7 separate regions of the Mus musculus genome follow, and regions 1, 2, 3, 4, 5 and 6 are each linked to region 7. The links are chromatin contacts, called in public HiChIP or PLAC-seq and promoter capture Hi-C maps. All regions are on one chromosome and are shown on one strand. The core of a region is the stretch at or near the end of the contact, and the rest is flanking DNA. Distances in the headings are between cores, read along the strand shown. Region 1 holds the start of Snx1 (sorting nexin 1). Region 2 holds the start of Map2k5 (mitogen-activated protein kinase kinase 5). Region 3 holds the start of Cln6 (ceroid-lipofuscinosis, neuronal 6). Region 4 holds the start of Herc1 (HECT and RLD domain containing E3 ubiquitin protein ligase family member 1). Region 5 holds the start of Pias1 (protein inhibitor of activated STAT 1). Region 6 holds the start of Fem1b (fem 1 homolog b). Region 7 holds the start of Rab11a (RAB11A, member RAS oncogene family).

The links. Promoter capture Hi-C pulls out the DNA fragments that hold promoters and counts their contacts. HiChIP or PLAC-seq counts read pairs in DNA pulled down with a chosen protein or histone mark.
Region 1: a promoter capture Hi-C map of pre-B cells shows a contact between it and region 7, with 3 times the contacts expected there. The contact joins the promoter of Snx1 here to the promoter of Rab11a in region 7. A contact is called at or near these places in 2 of 39 promoter capture datasets (erythroid cells and pre-B cells) and 1 of 9 other capture datasets (liver).
Region 2: a promoter capture Hi-C map of liver shows a contact between it and region 7, with 3 times the contacts expected there. The contact joins the promoter of Map2k5 here to the promoter of Rab11a in region 7. A contact is called at or near these places in 3 of 39 promoter capture datasets (liver and pre-B cells) and 1 of 9 other capture datasets (liver).
Region 3: a promoter capture Hi-C map of liver shows a contact between it and region 7, with 3 times the contacts expected there. The contact joins the promoter of Cln6 here to the promoter of Rab11a in region 7. A contact is called at or near these places in 3 of 39 promoter capture datasets (liver and pre-B cells).
Region 4: an H3K27ac HiChIP or PLAC-seq map of microglia shows a contact between it and region 7, with 5 times the contacts expected there. The contact joins the promoter of Herc1 here to the promoter of Rab11a in region 7. A contact is called at or near these places in 1 of 115 datasets of contacts at active chromatin or transcription factors (microglia) and 2 of 9 other capture datasets (adipose tissue and liver).
Region 5: a promoter capture Hi-C map of erythroid cells shows a contact between it and region 7, with 11 times the contacts expected there. The contact joins the promoter of Pias1 here to the promoter of Rab11a in region 7. A contact is called at or near these places in 2 of 39 promoter capture datasets (erythroid cells and pre-B cells).
Region 6: a promoter capture Hi-C map of erythroid cells shows a contact between it and region 7, with 16 times the contacts expected there. The contact joins the promoter of Fem1b here to the promoter of Rab11a in region 7. A contact is called at or near these places in 1 of 39 promoter capture datasets (erythroid cells), 1 of 115 datasets of contacts at active chromatin or transcription factors (microglia) and 1 of 9 other capture datasets (liver).

What each region holds. Positions count from the first base shown.
Region 1 is chr9:66,123,472-66,126,171 of GRCm38.p6, reverse strand. Snx1 (sorting nexin 1) reads left to right here and starts at 1,286. Exons shown (of 15, transcript NM_019727.2): 1 at 1,286-1,565. The coding sequence starts at 1,407.
Region 2 is chr9:63,376,557-63,379,278 of GRCm38.p6, reverse strand. Map2k5 (mitogen-activated protein kinase kinase 5) reads left to right here and starts at 1,377. Exons shown (of 22, transcript NM_011840.3): 1 at 1,377-2,156. The coding sequence starts at 2,022.
Region 3 is chr9:62,837,416-62,840,115 of GRCm38.p6, reverse strand. Cln6 (ceroid-lipofuscinosis, neuronal 6) reads right to left here and starts at 1,331. Exons shown (of 7, transcript NM_001033175.3): 1 at 1,162-1,331. The coding sequence starts at 1,235.
Region 4 is chr9:66,349,061-66,351,760 of GRCm38.p6, reverse strand. Herc1 (HECT and RLD domain containing E3 ubiquitin protein ligase family member 1) reads right to left here and starts at 1,311. Exons shown (of 78, transcript NM_145617.3): 1 at 1,140-1,311. It overlaps Gm30447, which reads left to right. Exons shown (of 2, transcript XM_006511600.4): 1 at 1-1,140; 2 at 1,243-1,436. The coding sequence starts at 690. The coding sequence ends at 1,418.
Region 5 is chr9:62,979,469-62,982,168 of GRCm38.p6, reverse strand. It overlaps Pias1 (protein inhibitor of activated STAT 1), which reads left to right and starts at 1,290. Exons shown (of 14, transcript NM_019663.3): 1 at 1,290-1,321. The coding sequence starts at 1,298. It overlaps Gm35574 (a long non-coding RNA gene), which reads right to left and starts at 1,655. Exons shown (of 6, transcript XR_379535.2): 1 at 1,642-1,655.
Region 6 is chr9:62,810,279-62,813,011 of GRCm38.p6, reverse strand. It overlaps Fem1b (fem 1 homolog b), which reads left to right and starts at 1,364. Exons shown (of 2, transcript NM_010193.4): 1 at 1,364-1,954. The coding sequence starts at 1,707.
Region 7 is chr9:64,736,382-64,739,081 of GRCm38.p6, reverse strand. Rab11a (RAB11A, member RAS oncogene family) reads left to right here and starts at 1,326. Exons shown (of 5, transcript NM_017382.5): 1 at 1,326-1,498. The coding sequence starts at 1,459. n-TQctg9 (a tRNA gene) reads right to left here and starts at 1,036; the gene lies at 965-1,036.

The DNA of each region.
Region 1 (2,700 bases), core at 37-2,536, 1.4 Mb before region 7:
CCAAATTACAGCGAGAGAACTTTATCTGTGTTCACTATGTAGTAATGATAACGGAGATGAACATCCTAAAAAAGCATTTCTTAACCTTTTTTTTGTGTGTTCATGGCTGTGATGGGTGCCAGTTACAGAGTTGATTGTGTTTCCACCTCAAATATTTATTAGACACTTAATTTGCCATACACAATGTGTATGCAGGAATAAAAGTTACAAACTAAGACACTCTCCTGACCTTCAGGCAGTTTACTTTATCTGTAAGGGAATCCACCCCTAATGTTGAGTTTGCAGTTGTAAACAGCCAACTTTGCTAGGCCTGGTGGCTCATGCCTGTAATTCCAGCACTTGGGAGGCCGAGGGAGGAGCATTGAGTTTGAGGCCAGCTTTGGACACAGAATTTCAGGCCTGCCTAAGGTGGTTTCAACCAGAAAAGCAAACCACCTCTGTTGGTGTTAGTGGCAGGTTTCAGCTCCTTGAAAGGATCATCTTGCAAATTAGTCCGTGATAACATAACCTATGTTATCTTTAAACTCTAGTTGACTTCGACTCACCAACCTGTGATTAAGTTCCGGGAACTTTTTTTTTTTTCGAGGCAGGGTTTCTCTGTATAGCCCTGGCTGTCCTGGAACTCACTCTGTAGACCAGCCTGGCCTTGAACTCAGAAATCCACCTGCTTCTGCCGCCCGAGGGCTGGGATTAAAGGCGTGTCACCACGCCCGGCTATAACCCAAAATTCTTAAGGACCGAATTTAATACACGGAAATCTCCCCTTTGTGTGAAGCCTGGCTTCTCAAAAAATCGATAACTTCTTTTTATTGTTGCACACTGTAACACTGAGTGTGTTTAAATTGTTGACTTACAAGACTGCCTCATTAAACTGTGAGCCAGGAGCTTTTGTGTTTGTATTTGAAACGCACAGTAAGGTGCCAAGCTCACAGTGAATGCTCTGTATATGTTAAATGAATTAATGTCCAAAAACTAAGTGGCAAAACTTCCTGCAGTCGTTTCAGCCCTCAATCAAAAATATTTATTGAATCTCTCAGAGAACACTGTGCTTGGCATGAGCAGGTGGCATGCAGAGGTTTTCAAACATTGTTAGTCACAGACTTTATTCAAACAGAACCTTAGAAGCGTGACAGATAGAGCCATGCAGGGCACAAAGACCCGGAGGAACTCCTCAGCCTCTAGCTCCTCCTCTGCCTACTTGGCCCGCCCCAGTGCAGCCTTGCGGTTCAGTGCTTGGATTGGCTGAGCAGCAGCCCAGGCCCCGCCCTAGGTCCCTCCCCCAGGTTCCGCCCCGATGGTCCCTCTGGGTCCATAACGGCCCTCGCGCACCTCACACGGCTGGAGCGCTTTGCTCGCGGCACTGTCTATAAAGTTGTTGTTGCTGCTTCCGCCACGGGTGGAGGAAGATGGCGTCAGGAGGTGGTGGCTGTAGCGCTTCGGAGCGACTCCCTCCGCCCTTCCCTGGCATGGATCCGGAGTCGGAAGGGGCTGCCGGGGGGTCAGAACCCGAGGCTGGGGACAGCGACACCGAGGGGGAGGATATTTTCACTGGCGCCGCGGCAGCCGTGAGTTCCCATCCTTGGGGCAGCAGACAGAAAAGAGCCCCCCAAAAGAGAACCCTTATTAAGGGTTCGAGGGCTTTGAAGATAGTGGGCCTGGTGGGAAATCTTCGCTCGGTGTCAGCAATCAGGACTCCAGGGCCCTGAGTAGGAAACGAGCCCTAGAGCCTGGCTGCCCAAGCCCGGGCGGGAAGAGACGAGGGGTGTGGTGGCTTCACCACGGATCCTTAATAGCCAAGAGCAACCTAGGCCGTCCCCTGGCCCAGAGGTGTGGTTACCCCAAGGATTCAGCGGGCATTTCTGCTGGTTGTGTCCTGGGCAGACTGACTTTAAACATGACAAATTAGAAAATGAGGTGCAGACCATCAGTTCCCTTGTTTTATTGCACCGAAAGTGGAAACGTGATCTAGGAAGGACCATGACCCGCCCACTGATCCTCCTGTTATACCCAGCACTTCCTGGTCATTACCAAAAGCCCATTCTGGATACTAGTTTATGGAAGTTAGGTTGTGACTCCTTTGATCTCTCCAGGAATCAGGGCAAATGCTGGTTGAGAGAAATAGATTACACGGATCAGAAAGCTTTTGTTTCTGTTAAAAGGATGCATTAAAGTGCTTGGAAACAGATCTGTAAATGTGAAGGGAAAAACTGTCTCCCATAATAAATATCTAGGTTTCAAATGAGAGCTAGCTGCTGGCAAAACAACCAAAACCTCCTTGTCTTTCCGTGTGGAATGTCATGGGTTAACAGCACCAGGAGAGATGTTTTGGGCTGTTTTATGAGAACACTGACTCATACCACTCGGTACAGTTAGTTCCAGCTTAGAAACGTCTTCAGTACCGAGTCTATGCAGTTATCTTCCTTTCTTGGTTATTGTTTCTCTTCAGAGTAGCTAATCAGTATCAGACTGAGTTAAATAACTTTAAATTCTGTATATAGCATGTGTCTGAAAACTTGGAGGTGCCCCTTACATTAGAAAAAATTTAGATTTTGGAGGGTTTTTTGTTTTTGTTTTTTTTAACATGGCCGTAGTTAAAATTTTACTATGTTGAGAAATTGAAGGCTATAATCATAAAGTGGTTGCTGGTGCTAATGACAGCAGATTGTCTAATGATGTCTGCTACTCTGAGAAAGAGTAACT
Region 2 (2,722 bases), core at 128-2,627, 1.4 Mb after region 7:
TATATTTGCTCTTTAGATATTTGGGAAGCTGAGAGACTGCCATTCATATATTTAAAAAAGTGCTTCAGAATATACATGCAAATTTGGCAAATGGTGTTGGTTTTCCCTATGGTACTATGAATTTTTAAAAAGACGTTTTAACAAATCATAGGTTAATAGAAAATCTCTAGTTTTGTAGTTAATTTTCCTTAATAATAGAAATAAAGTTTAGATTAAGAAGTACATGGCAAAATAGTGAATTTTTCTTTAGCACTGAAGAGCAGTTACAAAGGGGTAGTTCCAACAGTACCTGGAGAATCGGTCTACGTGAATTCCTACCTAAGCTATTAAGGAATAATAACTAAAAGATGGTCATTTATCTCCTACAATGGCCTTTCAAATGCAACAGGAAAAAAGCCCAAGTAGAGGAAATTATGCCACAAATTTTGGTATTACATTGAAAATGATCAACATTTAATTGTTCCTCCTCTTACATTAATCACATATCTGTTTATTCCGGGGAAAGTGGACACTGGTCCCACCACCCCACGCACTATGTTTATGCATAATCAGCCCCAAAAGGTAGAGATAATAGCATAATTTAATTACAAATAAAGGGCCTACCTACACGTTGCCATTTGTAAGCAATTCTTTTGTATAGACACATAGATCAACAGGATTATGCACTTTAAAATGTGAGGTAACAAGGCATTTAAAAATAACCAAGGTTTACGGCTACTGCCCTGCTATCACTGACTGCATAAACACTGCAATTTAGCTGAAAATATATGGAACAGACGGGATATTTTTGCAACGGTTGAATAAGATATTATGATGCCAGAAATACAGCTGTCCCCAGGCAGTTAAGCGCTCTCCATTGAGTTTCTTTACTGTTGCTTTTGAGTAGGAGATTGCTTGGTACTGTAGGTCACTGGTTAGGGTAAAGGACCTCACTGAAAAATTCATGCACACTTTGCTAACGTGGGAGAAAAAATAGTGGTATTTTGGAACTGTTAATTGGAAGAAGGGGCATAAAAACATGCTTTTTTTTTTTTTTTTCTTTTTTTAATAAAAAGGTCTTGCCTGGCTCTTGCCGATTTAATGTAACAAACCCGCGGATAGTAAAAGGTATATAACTTGACAAGCTGGTGCTGCCGTCTTGTCCTTCACCGCCTTTTCTGCATGATCAAACCTTAAATTGTTTTACGGACAGCCCCCAGCCGTAGATCCGTGTCTTCCTGGGTTTTCTAGGCTCCTTTACCACTACCTGAAGAGATGGAAGTCAGCCAGTCCTAGCACGAGATCCCTGCTCCGCCCCAGCTGCCCTCTTCCAACATGGCGCCCCAGGAGGCGGGTCCCACATGTCGGCTCCCCGGGTTCCGGCGCCATCGCGTTTTGGTTCCGGAGTAACAGCGGTCTAACGGCCGCCTTCCTCCTCCTCTCGCCGCCACCTCCGCTGCCGGGACGCGGGCCTCAGTCGGACGATCCTGCACGCGCCGCGCCCTCCGGTTCCGGCTGCGGTCCGGGACCCGCCCCTTGACCCCGCGGCCCTGGGCCCCCCTGCCTGGTTGGAGGGCAGGCGCCACCGGTGCACCTCCGAAACAGCCCCGACCCAGCCCGCGGCGCCCGGCCACCGTCCCCTTGCCCACCGAGACACTCAGGACGGCAGGACCCTGGCCACTGTACCTGCCTTAAACCAGGCCGTTGCTCCGCTGTCTCCTCTTACTCACAAGGACTACAGAATGCTTGTGGGTTCTGTTTTGTCCACTTTTGTAACTCCAGGACCTTCCGCTCTCTACTAATTCCTCTTGGCCGGTCCCCCAACAGTGCATCCTCTCCTAGGGACACTCCACACGACCTGGGCCTGGTTTTGGGCCTGCAAGCTCCCTCCTGATCGCTCCTCTTCACTTCTCCCCATCTTCTTGCTCCCTATTTATCGCCTGCCTTCTGTCTATCGTTCCCCTTGTCACTTCTTGGGGCTCCTCCTAAGTAGGGGCAGGTCGGTACCCCTCGCCCCAGGATGTGAGACCCTTTAACCTGTAATGCTGTGGCTGGCCCTTGGCCCCTTCTGTGCCATGGAGAACCAGGTGCTGGTGATTCGGATCAAGATTCCAAATAGTGGCGCGGTGGACTGGACCGTGCACTCCGGGCCGCAGTTACTCTTCAGGGATGTTCTGGTGAGTGGTGACTTTAGTGGCCAAATCCCAGCGTTGGGGATTATGGATCTGGATAGGCAGCATCTTGACCATTGGTGGCCTGAGCTGGCCTCTGGTGGGGTCAACTTACCTGTTTTAACCACAGTCTCGGTTAATTGCACTCACTGAAAACTGGTAAATGTGCAGCGCCCTGGGAAATTGATGTATCCGACTGAACCCCTGCCCTCAGGAAGCTCACAGTCTGGACTGTGACTTACACACCAGTGCAGACAACTGGGATGTAAAGAGTTTTAAAACTGTTTCTTATATTTTTCTCAAGTATTTGGAAAGGATTCCTGCCCTCATTCTAGCCCTGTCACTGCTGAGTTTCCTGAACTTGTGACCTGCTGGGAAAGGGACACCAGGGCAATCTTAGTTTACAATGGTTAAGCAAACCTTAGATGCCACTGAATGGGAGACCTAGACTTAACTATCAATATGGAAAGGATGCTGCCTGTTAGAACTACAGCACATCATTCCGTGACAAACACAGCTCAATTTCAGAGATGTTGAGTGTTCAGGGAAAATTTACATCTTAGAATCAACAG
Region 3 (2,700 bases), core at 82-2,581, 1.9 Mb after region 7:
GCCACGGAGAGCTCATAGGATGACCACCAGGTAGAAATGTTACCAGAGGCAGCACAGCACATGCTCAGAGAATTGCTCCCCAGTCGGAACTATGAAAAGGCTGCCCTCAACCCAGTCTCCCAGAACTTCCCCCACCATTCCAAACAGTGCCAGGGACTTCCTAAAATTCACCTGGTGCACATGAGTGCTCAAATCTCTCCACGGCTCTTTGGTACCTGTGGCATATGGAATATACATTTTTACCAGGTCACTCAGGTGAGGAAGGTAAGGGGTCTTTCCTGCTCAAAGTGAACAGCCTCCCCACCCAGAGTAGGTGCCTCCTCCAACTTCAGACTCTAGGGCCTTCTCGGCCAACTCTGGGACATTCAGGGCACTTTAAAGTTGGTCCAGCCCCTGTCGTTGATTTTCTCTTACACGTGTGACATGTCCAACACTAGTATGTATAGTCCTTGTGTTTCCTCACATCCTTCCACTGTCTACCATGTCCAGTTTCTGTGGCCTGGGAAGAACCACGACTTCCTGCATGCTATGCAGTCACTACCAACTGGATTACATCCCCCTAGAAACCTGCCTCTGCCTCCTGAGTGATGGGGTTAAAAGCATTGCCACCATGCCCGGCAGTAAGTGTCTGTCCTCTGCAGAGTCTTGTACTGTTCAACTCCAGAAAGCCCTCCAGAATTAGCTGTCACCTGCTTTGGCTCAGACTTTCCTGTTTGCCATCTGGCACAACGCTAGGCACATGACAGGTGTTTAATCAATACATGTGACAGGCGGGAATGCTTTGGTCAGTGGAGCGGATGGAGGCAGACTGGAGGAAAAGATGAAAGGGCGGGTTTTGCGCCTCTGGCTCTGCCCTGTCGAGCCAGATAAACCCCAAACATCTCCCCTCTGAGGGAAGGGGTCTCTCATTCAGGATGGGAGAGTCACGCTGTCCCCGGTTAACGGCCCACTTTCCCTGGGCCCTGAGCCACCGGATTCAGAGCAGAGTCACAGTCTTGCCCAGAGCAGGAGGTTCCTAAAAACTTGGAAGTGGCACAGGGACTCAGCCAGGCTGGCCGGGGTGGCCCCCGAGTAGCCTATCCCTGCGGTTTCCTTAACCCTGGCGAGGTCTCTCAAACTCTGGGGCCCCTCGCGGCCTCCCTGTCCCCGCTCCGCGCGCACCTGGCCTGCACGAACGCGACACCGGGGCCGCCCGCCGCTCCGAGGAGCTGCCGCCTCCGCGTCGCCGCCTCCATGGCCGCCACGCTCGGCCTCGCCTTCCGGGAGGAGAGACGGCTGCGCGGGCCGCGCGGAGCCTCGGCGCCCAACGCGGGGAAGGCTGGGCGGGAGAGAGGGAAGCGAGCGCGGGGCCCCAGGGCGGGCGGGAGGGGAGGGGAGGAGCTGGAGGCTGGAGGGGAGGAGGGAGGAGAGAAGCTGGAGGAAAGAGCAGGGGGAGAACTGGTGAAGGGAGGAGGATAGGGAGGGGCTTGGGGCAAGACCGGAGAGGAGGATGGAGTGTGGGGAGGAGGGAGGAGGAATGAGAGAGCGGAGGTGGAGGGAGACAGCTGGAGGGCGTGTTTTGTTTGAGAAGGAGGGGCCTAACTTATGTCCCAGAGGTCTTGGGTCTTAGTTGAATCTGCACTCCAGTGGGGAAGCCTGGCGTCTTGTTTGTTTGTTTGTTTGCTTGCTTTTGTTTTTTTCCTGGGTTCTCTGCATTTCTGCAGGAAGGAAGCCTTGCCTAGCCGGGCTTGAGGGTACTGGACGAAGGTGAACCGGGGACCTGGAATGACCAAGCTGTGAGGTCATCAGAAGACCCGGGGTCTTTGAGCCCTCCTTCCTCAGATTAAAGACTGCTCGATAAACTATCCACTGTGCTTTGATAGGTGAAGAGAATAGTGAATTCTCTCCTAGTTGGAGGACAACGAGGTGGTCCAGAATCCAGTCCTGGCGTTGGGGAAAGACACACACCCCTTCCTCATTCAATTGTGTTAAGAACCTCGTAAGTTCTGTGCAGGAACCTATGAGCCCTGTTCAGAAGCGCTTCTGTTCGTAGCTTCTGGTAATGGTGGAGGAAGTTCTGAGGGTTGTGTAGCCATAGAGGCAGTAAGGCCAAACAGGCATCACAGGAAGGATAGCTGACAGAGAAGTATGAACTGGAGACAGGAAAGAGCTCCAGGCAGAGGGAACGGCCAGAATTCCCCACACACCCACCCCTCCTCCTCCCACACCCTGTCCAGAGACTAGCTGGTATGGAGGAGTGGAAAGTTGTGTGAGAACCACGCTGCTCAGGGGAGTGAGAGACTGGCTGAGATGGGGGAGAGAGGGGTTTAGATTGGAGCCCCCAATCCCTGAGAACCTCAGGAAGGGCCCTGGCAAGAGACTGGCATATGTGTGCATTTCAGGCACAGCCCAGAGGCAGAACCAGAGATGGAGGAGGTGCAGCCTGTCGGGTACCAAGTTCTAATGAGGGTCCTGGACTGTATCAGTAAAGGGGGGTTGGGGGTGAGACATGCCCAGTGGTGTGGGAGCTATCTTCTTCGGATGCATGGCTGTAAGGGGAGAGGAGTTTAGATGTGACCAGGCGCTGCATCTAAGTGGGTGGAGCAAGCACAGGTAAATGAGACGTCATCTTTGGACCCACGAAGCTTTGGTTGGGTCAGGATGCTGTTGGACCCATGGGTGTGAAGCTCAGACGCCATGTCGGTCGGTAGGAGCCTGGCA
Region 4 (2,700 bases), core at 62-2,561, 1.6 Mb before region 7:
TTATATCCAAAAAGAACAATGTTAAGGTTTGACTTTTAAAGCTATTTGAGCAACAATCATTTTGAAAGAAGACACAATGAAATATGGTGACGGCTGGGAACAGCCAATGATAATGAACAAGTAACCCGGCTTAATCAAGTGGGCCAAAGGAATGGTTCAAATAAAACAAATCATTTTGGGAACATACATAAAATAAGGAAGTACCATTCAAGGACAAGCTAGGTACTCTTAAAAAACAAAAGAGTCTGTTAGAAATATATCAAAATATTAACAGTGAAATGCTATCTCTGGAGATGGGTTATTAATTCGTTGGAATTTATCACTCTTGATTACCTATACACCTTCAAGGTATTACACACATTTTTAAAACTAACGCAAATGGAGATTTTTGTCCCTGTGCTTCACAGCTACCATACACATGCATGCATAGTACATACATACATACATACATACATACATCGCGTCTTTACATAACCTCCTGGGAGAGGTAGGTACCAAGCTTCTGTCCTCGTGTCTCCTGGGAACCTGCCACCCATCACTGTTCCCAGGGTTAGCTCCTGTCATCACCACCATCCACCTCTCACCCTGGAGACTACACAACTGTCGCCTCGTCTCCGCTCCAGGTAGCAAGGGCTTTAGAAATTGTTATTTTATCCGAAGAGAGATTCAGAGAAAGGTTTACCGAAAGGATGAGCAGCCCCCACCCAAAAGCGCAGACGAGGAGAAAGACGCACGGTCTCAACCTCCACCCCTCCGAAGTCGGCCGGCGACAGGGAGCACCGGAGTCGCGACTCTCCTCAAGAGGAAGAGATGGGAGAGCCGCTCCCCAGTCCCAGTCCCAGCTAAGAGAGACGCGCTCGATAGCGGATAAAGGGGAGAAGGTCACAGACGCGACCCCTGAGGCGCTGAGGGGCGCAGACTGCAAGCTTATTCAGGGGCGGGTCCCTCCCTCCGGCAGGTGGCTCGGCTTCCAACAGGCTTCCAGGGGGCCAGGGGTTCCTCGGGCCTCCGCCCGCCGTCCACCCGGAGCCAGCAGTCCCGCTCGGCGGGCGGCCCCGGAACGGCCCCGAGCGGCTCGGCCGGGCCAGCCGATCACACACTCGGGAGGTCACGATGGCGAAAGAGAACGTGTTACCTACCGTACGTGGGTCGGGAGCTGGCGGCGATGGGGTGCGGCTCCAGCACCCGGCACCCGGCTGGCCAGCGGCCGCGCTAGCCGCGTCCTTTATATTTTTGCTGCAGCGGCGGCGACTTGTCAAAGGGAAAGACGTAAGAGGCGGCGGCGGCAGCGGCGGCAGCGACGGCGGCAGCGGCAGCGGCAGGCGAGTCTCGCGGGACTTATGAGGGAACTCTCGCGAGATCAGAAGCGCTGGTCCTGCCTCCTCCGGGCCTCGCGCGGGAGGTGGGAGGCAACCTGAGAGGAAAAGGGAGAGAAGATGCCGGCTTAGGCAGTGATGGGAAAGCGATGAGTACATCGCCGGCCGGGAGACCCTTCCTGTGAGGGTACTGGGGACACTCTACCGCCCCATGTCTCTTAACCGCTGGGTCCTCGCGGAGTCACGTGTGCCCGTAGGGAACTATCAATTGGGGGCATTTCACAAAGGGCGCTGAAGGATCAGGCGAGCGTGGATGTGTTCAGGATGAGTACGGGACAGTCTGCAAGAGGATCGGGGTCCGAATGCTGCCGAGGCCTCGGGGCTGCCGAGGACCGAGAGAAAAAGCTGCGGCCGGCCACACCCCTTTATCTCGGCTGCTTGCCGGGCGCTCTACTCCCTTTATCTCCCATCACAGTCTGCCCTTAACCTTGTGGCTGGTTAAGTTTACGCCCAAGCAAGTGTTTAAGTTGACCAACTTCTGCCCTGTCTGAGGAACACGGGAGGATTGACCTTTAGTACAGGTCTTGACCCTGACCTATACAGTGATGCACTCTGAGGAAGAACACTAACTTGGTCATCTAGCCCAACGTCTAGCATAGATGTAGGCGCTCAAATGTTGAATTGATATTGTTGAATGCCTCTGTACTTAAGGACTCCCAATCTCACCACTGTAGCCACCTTCAGCAAAAGGTTTTTCTGGAGAGAGAGCGGTTAAGAGGGCTATCTCTTACAGAGTGACTTGGCTTCACTTCACTTCAGGATGTCCAAAACCACTTGTAACTTCAACACTCACTTCTGAACGCTACAAGAACCTGCACTCGCGTTAACATACCCACACATACACATGAATTTGTTTTTGTTTTCAAGACAGGGTTTCTCTGCATCGCCCTGGCTGTCCTGGAACTCTCTGAAGACCAGGCTTTTTCCTGATTCTGCTCCAGAGTGCTGGGACTAAAGGCTTTTGGGGAAGGGGGGACGTTATAAATAAAATCTTTTTAAAAAATTCTTGTGCTAAAGACATAAACATACATGGTATAAGCAGCTGGGTGGGGTGGCAATCTCTGTGAGCTTGAGGCCAGTTTGGTCCACATACTGAGTTCCTCCCCTTTGGTTCAATTGGAAATGTGTATCATACAAATTTAGCCTAAGACAAAAGCTACTCTCAGCTTTGTGTGTGACTTGGAATGGCTTGCTTGGCTTCCCTGGACCTCAGTTCCTAATCTGTTCATTTAGAATATTAGTTATTATGACAGGGTTCCTCCTTAGAGGAGTATAGATAATGAGATAATCACTAAATAGAACTTCTAATGGTGCATATAAACTT
Region 5 (2,700 bases), core at 41-2,540, 1.8 Mb after region 7:
TAGATGAGAGCTCAAGATAGGGCAGGCAGTGGAGCTGCCTCAGGATAGGTTTGGAGGTAATGCCACTGAAGAAATGGGAACAAGTACTTGTAGAAAAATGAAGTCTTGTTTGTGAATTTATTCAGTGAAGAAAGCGGAGAAATAGAGTACCCATTGAAGGTAATTTTGGATCCAGAGGAAGCATAAATTTAAGTAAGGAATTTTGGTTATGTTTATATGCTGATGAAAATGATTCCTTGAAGAAAGGGGGTTGGAACTATAAAGATACTGGAGTAAAACATGTGGGCATGTGGGAGTGAAATAATCCAGGTCACTGGTCAGGACCTGGCCTTCTTGAATTCAGAGTAACCCAAATGTTAAGAGGATTTTGATAGTAAAAAGTTGATCAGTTAAAAAAGGCTGGGGTTTTGAAGGAAGCTTTTAGTAGATAGGAGTAAGTCTAAATATCAATGTAGGTGAAGAAAACCCTTCTGGGATTAAGCACACCCCACCCCCCCCAATCCATTTTTCTCTTGGTGAGCCTTTTAATCTCTATGCTGTTCATCACCATTAGTAATTATATCTTAATAGTTCACAGATCTGTACCCCATGAGCGACAGGTCAGGGATCTTCTCTAATTTCTGACTACCCAGGGTGACGCGATGAATAAATGTCTTCAGAATTTGCCTTAGCTACTACTGTTAAATGCTGTTTAGGAGAGTCCCTTTTTCCCCTCAGAGCTTTTATTTCGGAAAAGATACCATGGGAATGATATATATATATATATATATATTTTTTTTTTTTTTTCTTTTTTGGCCTAACTGCCTCATCATGAGGATCTGCGTAAACCCAGAAACGCTTCGTCAAATTCTCCTTAGACAAAACTGACTAATTGGCTAGTTGTGATCGACCGGCAGCTGGGTAGGGTACAGGTGCAGAACGCATCTTGCGCATGGGGGCGCGCCGTGGCTTCAGTCAACTGGGGCTCAGAGGGCAGCCGAAGGATGAGACTGAGGCCAACACCTCCCCAGATGTGGCCTCTTCCCTGGGCGCTACTGGCTCGGCCAGTGTGGGGGCGGGGAGGCCGAGGGGGTAGTAACTGTCAAACTCCCGCTTGGCGCCATTATTTAAATAGTGCGTGTGGGTCTCGCAGCTGTGCGTGCCCGGGGCGGGGCAGCGAGCTCCTGGAGTGGGGCGGAGGCCAGGGGCGGAGCGGGAAGGCTGAGGGGCGGGGTGGAGGCGGAGTCAAGTCCGCTAGAGGGGAGGTTCCAGCGCGGCCCCCGGCGAGCTTCATTGCGCTTGCGCTGACAGACGCAAGATGGCGGACAGTGCGGAACTAAAGGTAAAGCGCAGCTCGAATTCACTTCTAATATTCGGCCGCGGAGACGGCGCCGCGGCTGCCGGGGGGATGGGTCGGACCCTGGGGGGCCCGCTCGGGCCGGGCTCCACCCGAGTCTGGAGTTGTAGGCGGGAGAGGCGCTCCGGGCCTTAGTGGAGGGGGCCTGGCTGCGGCGGGCCGTGGGCCCCGGGTGCCTCGGGGGCGCTGACGGGTCGTCCCCGGCGTGTTATTGTTGTGGGCGCCTCTGGCGGGGGTGGCGGGGCGAAGAGAGAGTGAGTCGGGACGTGGCGGCAGCGGCGGTCCCCGGGGCCTGGGTGCCTTACCTTGCAGCCCGCCTCCCCCCCCCCCCCCCATGGGCAGCCAGGGGGTGGGGGGGTGTAGGCTGCTCTGGGAAGAGGGGGATCGGGAAAACTGCCCCGCTGCCGCTTCCTCTTCCTCTTTCGCCGTCCCGGGCTCCTGTCAGGCGCAGCGCTCGGACCCCCGGGAACTTGGCTCCGGCCGCCCCGCCCCTCCGCGGCGCCCAGGCGCCCCCGCCTCGCTTGCCGCCGCTGCCCGCCCGCCTGTCAATGGGTGCCCGGCCAGAGGGAATGCGCGATCCCGGGGCAATCGGCTAGGGAATACGAGGGAGAAGCTCTTGGAAAGTTTAGCGAGCCCGGAGCCGGCGTTGGGGGTTCGGCTAAAGGGTTGCAGGGGGAGTCTGCCCGGGCGGGACGTTACTGTTTCTCTCTTGATTTCGGGCCACCGGGGAGGGTGTGTGTGTGGTGGTGGGGAGCAACCCATTGAAAGAGTGTGCTTTTGGGAGCGGTGGTGGGGATGCAGCCACCTCTCTGCACTCTTGCTGTCTCTGGTGTGGCAGATGAGAGCAGCCTTGGGGGTCTCTAAACACACCATGATGGCGATGCTATAGCTGATGGAGGTGAATGGTTCGTGTTTATATCCCCCGTTGCCTTTTGTTTGTTAGGGACATCTTGCTGGCCATGTTGATTTAAACGAAATTCTCCTCCCACCCACCCCCCATCCCACCCCAACCTCCAATAAATAGAACGTTCCATCGTTCCTCTCAACTGTACCAATTACTCATGCCTCGCGAAATTAGATGAAAGGGTGCCCCCTTTCCCCCGCTTTTTCTCCCACCCCAATCTTTACCTGATGATGGCTCCTTTACTGAAGCACATATACCACTACACAAGCAGTTGGGGGAGGGCTGGTGGAACCCTTATGATTGGATTGTGACAAATGGGTCTCTGCTTGAATAATTCTGGTTTAGTAGCAGGCAGGCAGTTCTTAACTAACGCATATTATTTAGAGGCTCTGAACATGGTATTCCCTTCTCTGGCTTCCTGTGTGCGAACCAAACAGCTGGTTATAGCACATCTCTGTCA
Region 6 (2,733 bases), core at 115-2,614, 1.9 Mb after region 7:
TGCACACATTAGGGAGCATGCATGTGATCTTAAAAAAAAAAAAAAAAGCGCCATCTTGTCACTTTTCTATTTAAAACTCCCTAAATGCAATCCCAGAGTAAACCAAACCGTTTGCATAGGTCACTGGGCCACATGACTTGCATCCTGCTGACTTAATCCTTTAGAACTCTTCCTACAGTCAGCAGCCACACTGCTTCTGTTCTGAGCTCACCATCTGTCTTCTGCTCAGGATCTTTGAACTATTTCCATTGTCCAGCCTCTGTTTCAGGCACCTGTTACAGAGGACTTCTCTGACCACCCAGGCGAAGTCTCCTAGTCCACACCCATAGCCCTTGTTTCATAGTAATGACATGAATCCAACAACTCTACATCATTTATTTGTCTGCTTTCTCCACACAACCACACAAGCCCCAGGAGAGAAAGGCCTAGCCTAGATGAAGAAATCTCTGATGCTAACCAAAGCCTTGTACGTGAATGGCTTATAGCATTCTTTGGATAAATGCTCTTTTCAAATCCTAACAATTCTGTGACGTGTAAGTGAGACAGCGGAGGTTCTGCAGGGTCAGGACTAGAGACTGGTTCCATCTGGCTATGACTGCTGCCTCTTAGCTCTTTATCTTACACACTTAATCCCCTTTCCTGGGAGGTCTGGTGAGGCTTTCAGTTGCTTTTCAGTGAAGCGGCTCTCGCCCTCCCAAATTTCGGAGGCTCATAATAGCCCTTATTCAAAAATGGATCTTTTGGGTGCTCTTTCCCCTTTTCCTGTGGCCCCCACCTCGCGCCCCCGCGCGTGAATCACTGGCAGACAGTATCCCACAGTAATAATCATAAAACTGGATGTGCTTTCTAGCCCGTAGATTCAGTAGCCTTCTCTCCGCCCCCAGCCTTGACTAAGCATCCTAGGGTCCTGTGGGGGCGAGATGGCTACTTGCGTCAAGGGCACTAGGGACTTTCAAACCCGCATCAGAGCTCAGCTAACTGCGCACAGCGGAACCTTTCTTTAGGATAGCCTCGTTTGCCCGCCGGTCGGTTTAGGAAGCAATACCTACTTAAGCGTCCCTCCCACTCCTGCCTTCCCTCCCTCCCTTCGGCTCCGTCTGCGGCGGCTGCTTTCCTCCCGCCCTAAGTTCCGGTGCTGGTGCTGCCGGCGCGGTCCGCGAACACCCACGCGCGGCTCACGGGAGCCCCGCTCGCCAGCGGACCCTTTCGATCGCCGGTGGGCGAGTGCCCGCGGTTTTCCTGCGGCGAGGAGCTAAGTGGAGGCCGTTCCAGACCCTCCGGCCCGGCGCGGGCAGGCGTGCACATCGCTCGCTATCCAGGGCGTGCGCGGGCCTCTCGAGACCCCAGCGGCGACCCGTAGCTCGGGCGCGCGCCTGTCGCAGCCCGCAGGAAGGAGGCGGCCTGAGACCCGGGGCGGCGGCCGCCATGGAGATCCCCTCGGCCCAGGGCCGGTGCCTGGGGCCTCGGGGGCGGCCCTGACCGTCCTTCTCCCCGCCCGGGCCGGGTCCCACTTGTGCCTCCGGCGGTGCTCGGCCACCTCTGCGTCTCCGCCCTCCCTGGGTCGCGCTGCTGCCTGGACACGGCGGCGGCGCCCTGTTGAATGGGCTGTGAGGGCCCGGGTCTGAAGTGCTGGTGGACGCGGCCTCCGGGGGCGCAAGGCAGCAGCAGCGGTGGCGACCAAACGGGTGTTGGAGTTGGCGGCGGCCATGGAGGGCCTGGCTGGCTATGTGTACAAGGCGGCCAGCGAGGGCAAGGTGCTCACTCTGGCTGCCTTGCTCCTTAACCGGTCAGAGAGCGATATCCGCTACCTGCTGGGCTATGTCAGTCAGCAGGGAGGACAGCGCTCCACACCCCTCATCATCGCAGCCCGCAATGGGCACGCCAAGGTGGTGCGCTTGCTGTTAGAACACTACCGTGTGCAGACCCAGCAGACCGGCACCGTCCGCTTCGACGGGTAGGTACATCCCAACTCCATCCTCCCTCCGACGCGCGCGGGCCTCCCAAGCCCTGGATCCTCTCATCCTTCATTAACCCTGTTTTCATGTGTGGACTCAGTTCTTTTTCATATCCCTTCACCCCCATTGATGCCCACCTCGTCTCCCAGAGCTATGCTTTGCTGCCTTTTCTTATCGACTCCTACCCTTTTCCCCCTGTAGGTGGTAGCCACACCCTGGGTCTTGAGATCTATAGTCTTCATTAGTCAGCGAACACGCACTGTCGGAGTGGTGGCTGCCCATCTAGGTTTTTGTATCTTTATATCAGCACTGGCGTAGTAACCTAGATCGGAAATTAACGAGATCAACAATTAAAATTGAGGACCTTTTGATGCTTCATTTAACCTCTCCATATCCCTTCTCCTCCCGCTCCCCCCCTCCCGTGGTCGGATCGAGCCTCAAGCAGGTCGTGGGACTATCTGTTAAAATAAGCCCCTAGAATCTTGTCATGCAGCTGGGCATCTCTAGGCACGGTTCTGACTCTCCCACAATGCTGGCCAATATTTTTGGCTGTACAGGTGGCTCTGGGCCTGGCGTAGAAGTTACGCCATTGCTAAATTACATGTATAGGGTGATACAGTGGGAAGGTTTCACAAACACTTAACATTGTTCAAAAATTTACTATTTACTATTATTCTAATATTTTTTTTCATTTGAGGTTAATTGTACATATTTTTGGGGGGCGGAGGAAGATAACAGAGTCGTCACGTTTGATACCTTTTTTTTTTTTCCTGTGCTG
Region 7 (2,700 bases), core at 77-2,576:
ATAGCTTAGAATCTATATTAAAAATCTCTTCTAATAAAGTCTGATTGTCTCACATATTGGTTCATCCTGAAATGTTTTGCTGCAGCAAAGTCAAGAATCAGTTTTTCTCCGAATCCAGGTCCCTAATAGATAAGGGAACTCCTCAGACTTGCTGGTGGCTGTCTGGAAGAACATCTCGTCCCTGCTGACAATCCTCCTTCCAACTTTGGAAAGACCTTAAGGACAACCCTGAGCTTATTCAGATAATAAAAAAATAACATCTCTGCTTAAGGTCAGTTGATTAGCAATTTGAATTCCATCTGTAGGCTGAATGACAAACATCTGTTTCCCAGGAATTATTAGATGACTATGCCTCTGTGTGGACGGAGGTGGAGGTGGGAAGGGGCAGAGGAGGACAGCAGGGCCAGCCTGAGCTATATTCTGGGGTACAGAGGGGGAGTGAAACCACCTCAAACAACAAGAACAAAATTATTAGGAGATGCTGTGGCAAATTTCTTGAGTCTTAACACTGATATTTGCTAACATGGGAATTGCCATTCTTCTTGTGTTAAAATTTATTTAATCGGGCTTAGCTCGAAGGCCAGAAAATAGGACTCAAGATCTTGAATCTTTATGAGAAAGGGTGGGCGAAGTTCTCTTAATGACATCTGGAGATAGTGCAATAGATTTGTGGAGAGATTGAGTGGGTGAGGAGTGCCTATCCTTAACTGAAGCTGAGGGTATAAAATTCCAGCAAAAGGAATCAAGTAACAAACTTTCTCCAAGGCTAAGAAAAACCAAAGAGTTCAATAGGTCTCCATGAAGATCAGATACTACTGAATTGACAAGATTGATTAGTGTAGTCTTCATAGGTAAAGGCTACCTGTGGTTCAATCCAAGAGCAGATATAACAAGGTTATTCTATTATTCAATATGAGCTAAAGAATACAATCAATATGAGTTAAAAGTATGAAGAAAAGGGAGCAGGTTCCACCGAGATTTGAACTCGGATCGCTGGATTCAGAGTCCAGAGTGCTAACCATTACACCATGGAACCAGCACGGAGGCAGCAGTGCCTTCGGGTCTCTAATGCTGACAAAACTCCGCCCCCAACCGGAAGCCAGATACTAAAAGATTTACACTTCGCTTCTCTGAATGATTGGGGAGAAGAACAAGCCAAAGGCTCCAAGGACCATTTTAGGATTGTTTTTCCTGTATGCCTTCCCAAAGCCGGGTGAGAATGTGGTGTCCACTCCTGCGCATTCCACCCTGCCTAGCTTATGGGCGGGGTGCCATCTCTCCGGAAGTACTTTCTGCGAGGGGCTGGGGCCTTCCGGAAGTGACGCATACAGGGCGGGGCTCGTCACCGGGTCCGGCAGCTGAAGCTCCTCGCTCGCTCGGGTTACCCCTGCAGCGACGCCCCCTGGTCCCGCCGCCGTTGCCACCGCCGCTCCCGCCCCTCAGCTCCTCGGCCGCGCCATGGGCACCCGCGACGACGAGTACGACTACCTCTTTAAAGGTGAGGCCGTGGGCCAGCGAGAGCCCATTTGGGGCCCGAGACACTCCCGGGGGACCCGCGCAGGGCCAGCCCTGCCCTGGTCGGAGTCCGCCTCGGCGCTTCCTTCCTGCCGCCCCGTCGGGGGTCCCGCCGCTCGTCCGGGTTCCCGCGCCCTTGGGAGGCCTGACGAGCCGCGGCGCCCCTCTCTGTATGTCCTCCCCGATGGCTGCGTCCCTCACGGCCGTGCAGTTCCTTCCCTGGGCGTCTCGAGCCCCTCCTCTTGGATGCTGCTGCTCGTCTCACGTCCCCCCTCTGACAGGCCCCTGCCTGGGCTGAGCACCCATATCGGGACACCCACTGGCTCGGGGGGCGGGGGTGTTGCTTTTTCTCTTTTCTGTTCGTTTCCCTTTTCTTCCCTTCCCTCCTCGTGAGCCTTTTCCTGGGCTTCGGCCAGATTCGCCCGTCCCCGGGCCCCCACCCCCATCCCCGCAGACCTCGAGGTCAGTACCCGCGGACTGTCCCCTCCCTCCCCACAGACGGGCAACTAATGTTTAGCACTCCGGAGCGACCTGGCTGGTGGGAGGGAGAGAAGGGGAGGGCAAGAGGGGCTGTCCATCACTCCTGGCGTTCATGCACTTGTCGCAGTGTCCAGGCAAGCAGATGACTTCCCACCTCGCGTTTTTCTTTTTTTTTTTTTTTCCCCCCCTTTTCATCTCTGTCCCTGCCTAGCTACAACCAGACCGGGATAACTCCTTTTACTTGGCTTTCGAGAAGGGGCTGCGGATGGGTGGTGGCTGTTATCCCTGCCAGACCTGAAGGCCCAGTTCCCGAACAGGAAAGGTTGTGCGCTGCACAAATACTAGCGAGCTTATCACTGTGGACTGGTTGCTTCCTGCTGCAATACTGGGAGGATCCGACAGGAAGGGAAGAACCCTGGTTGGTCACATACCTTTCCCAAACAGTGAGAGAGGGTTATAGTGCTAGCGTGCCCTTTTAGTGAAATCAAGAATTTATTACAGGATGGGGGGAAATGTGGAGCCGGTGGACAGAACAGGGAAGAATGTAAATAGAGACTTGCTTATGGGTTGAGTCCGCGAAGAAGCTGAAGTGAAAGGATACAGTTCTCAGTGACGAGAGAGTACAGTGAACGCTTTTTTTGTTCATGAATGCGCTCTCACTTTCGTAGCCTTGCTCTGCTCCTGAATTAGAAGGGCAGCCATCAG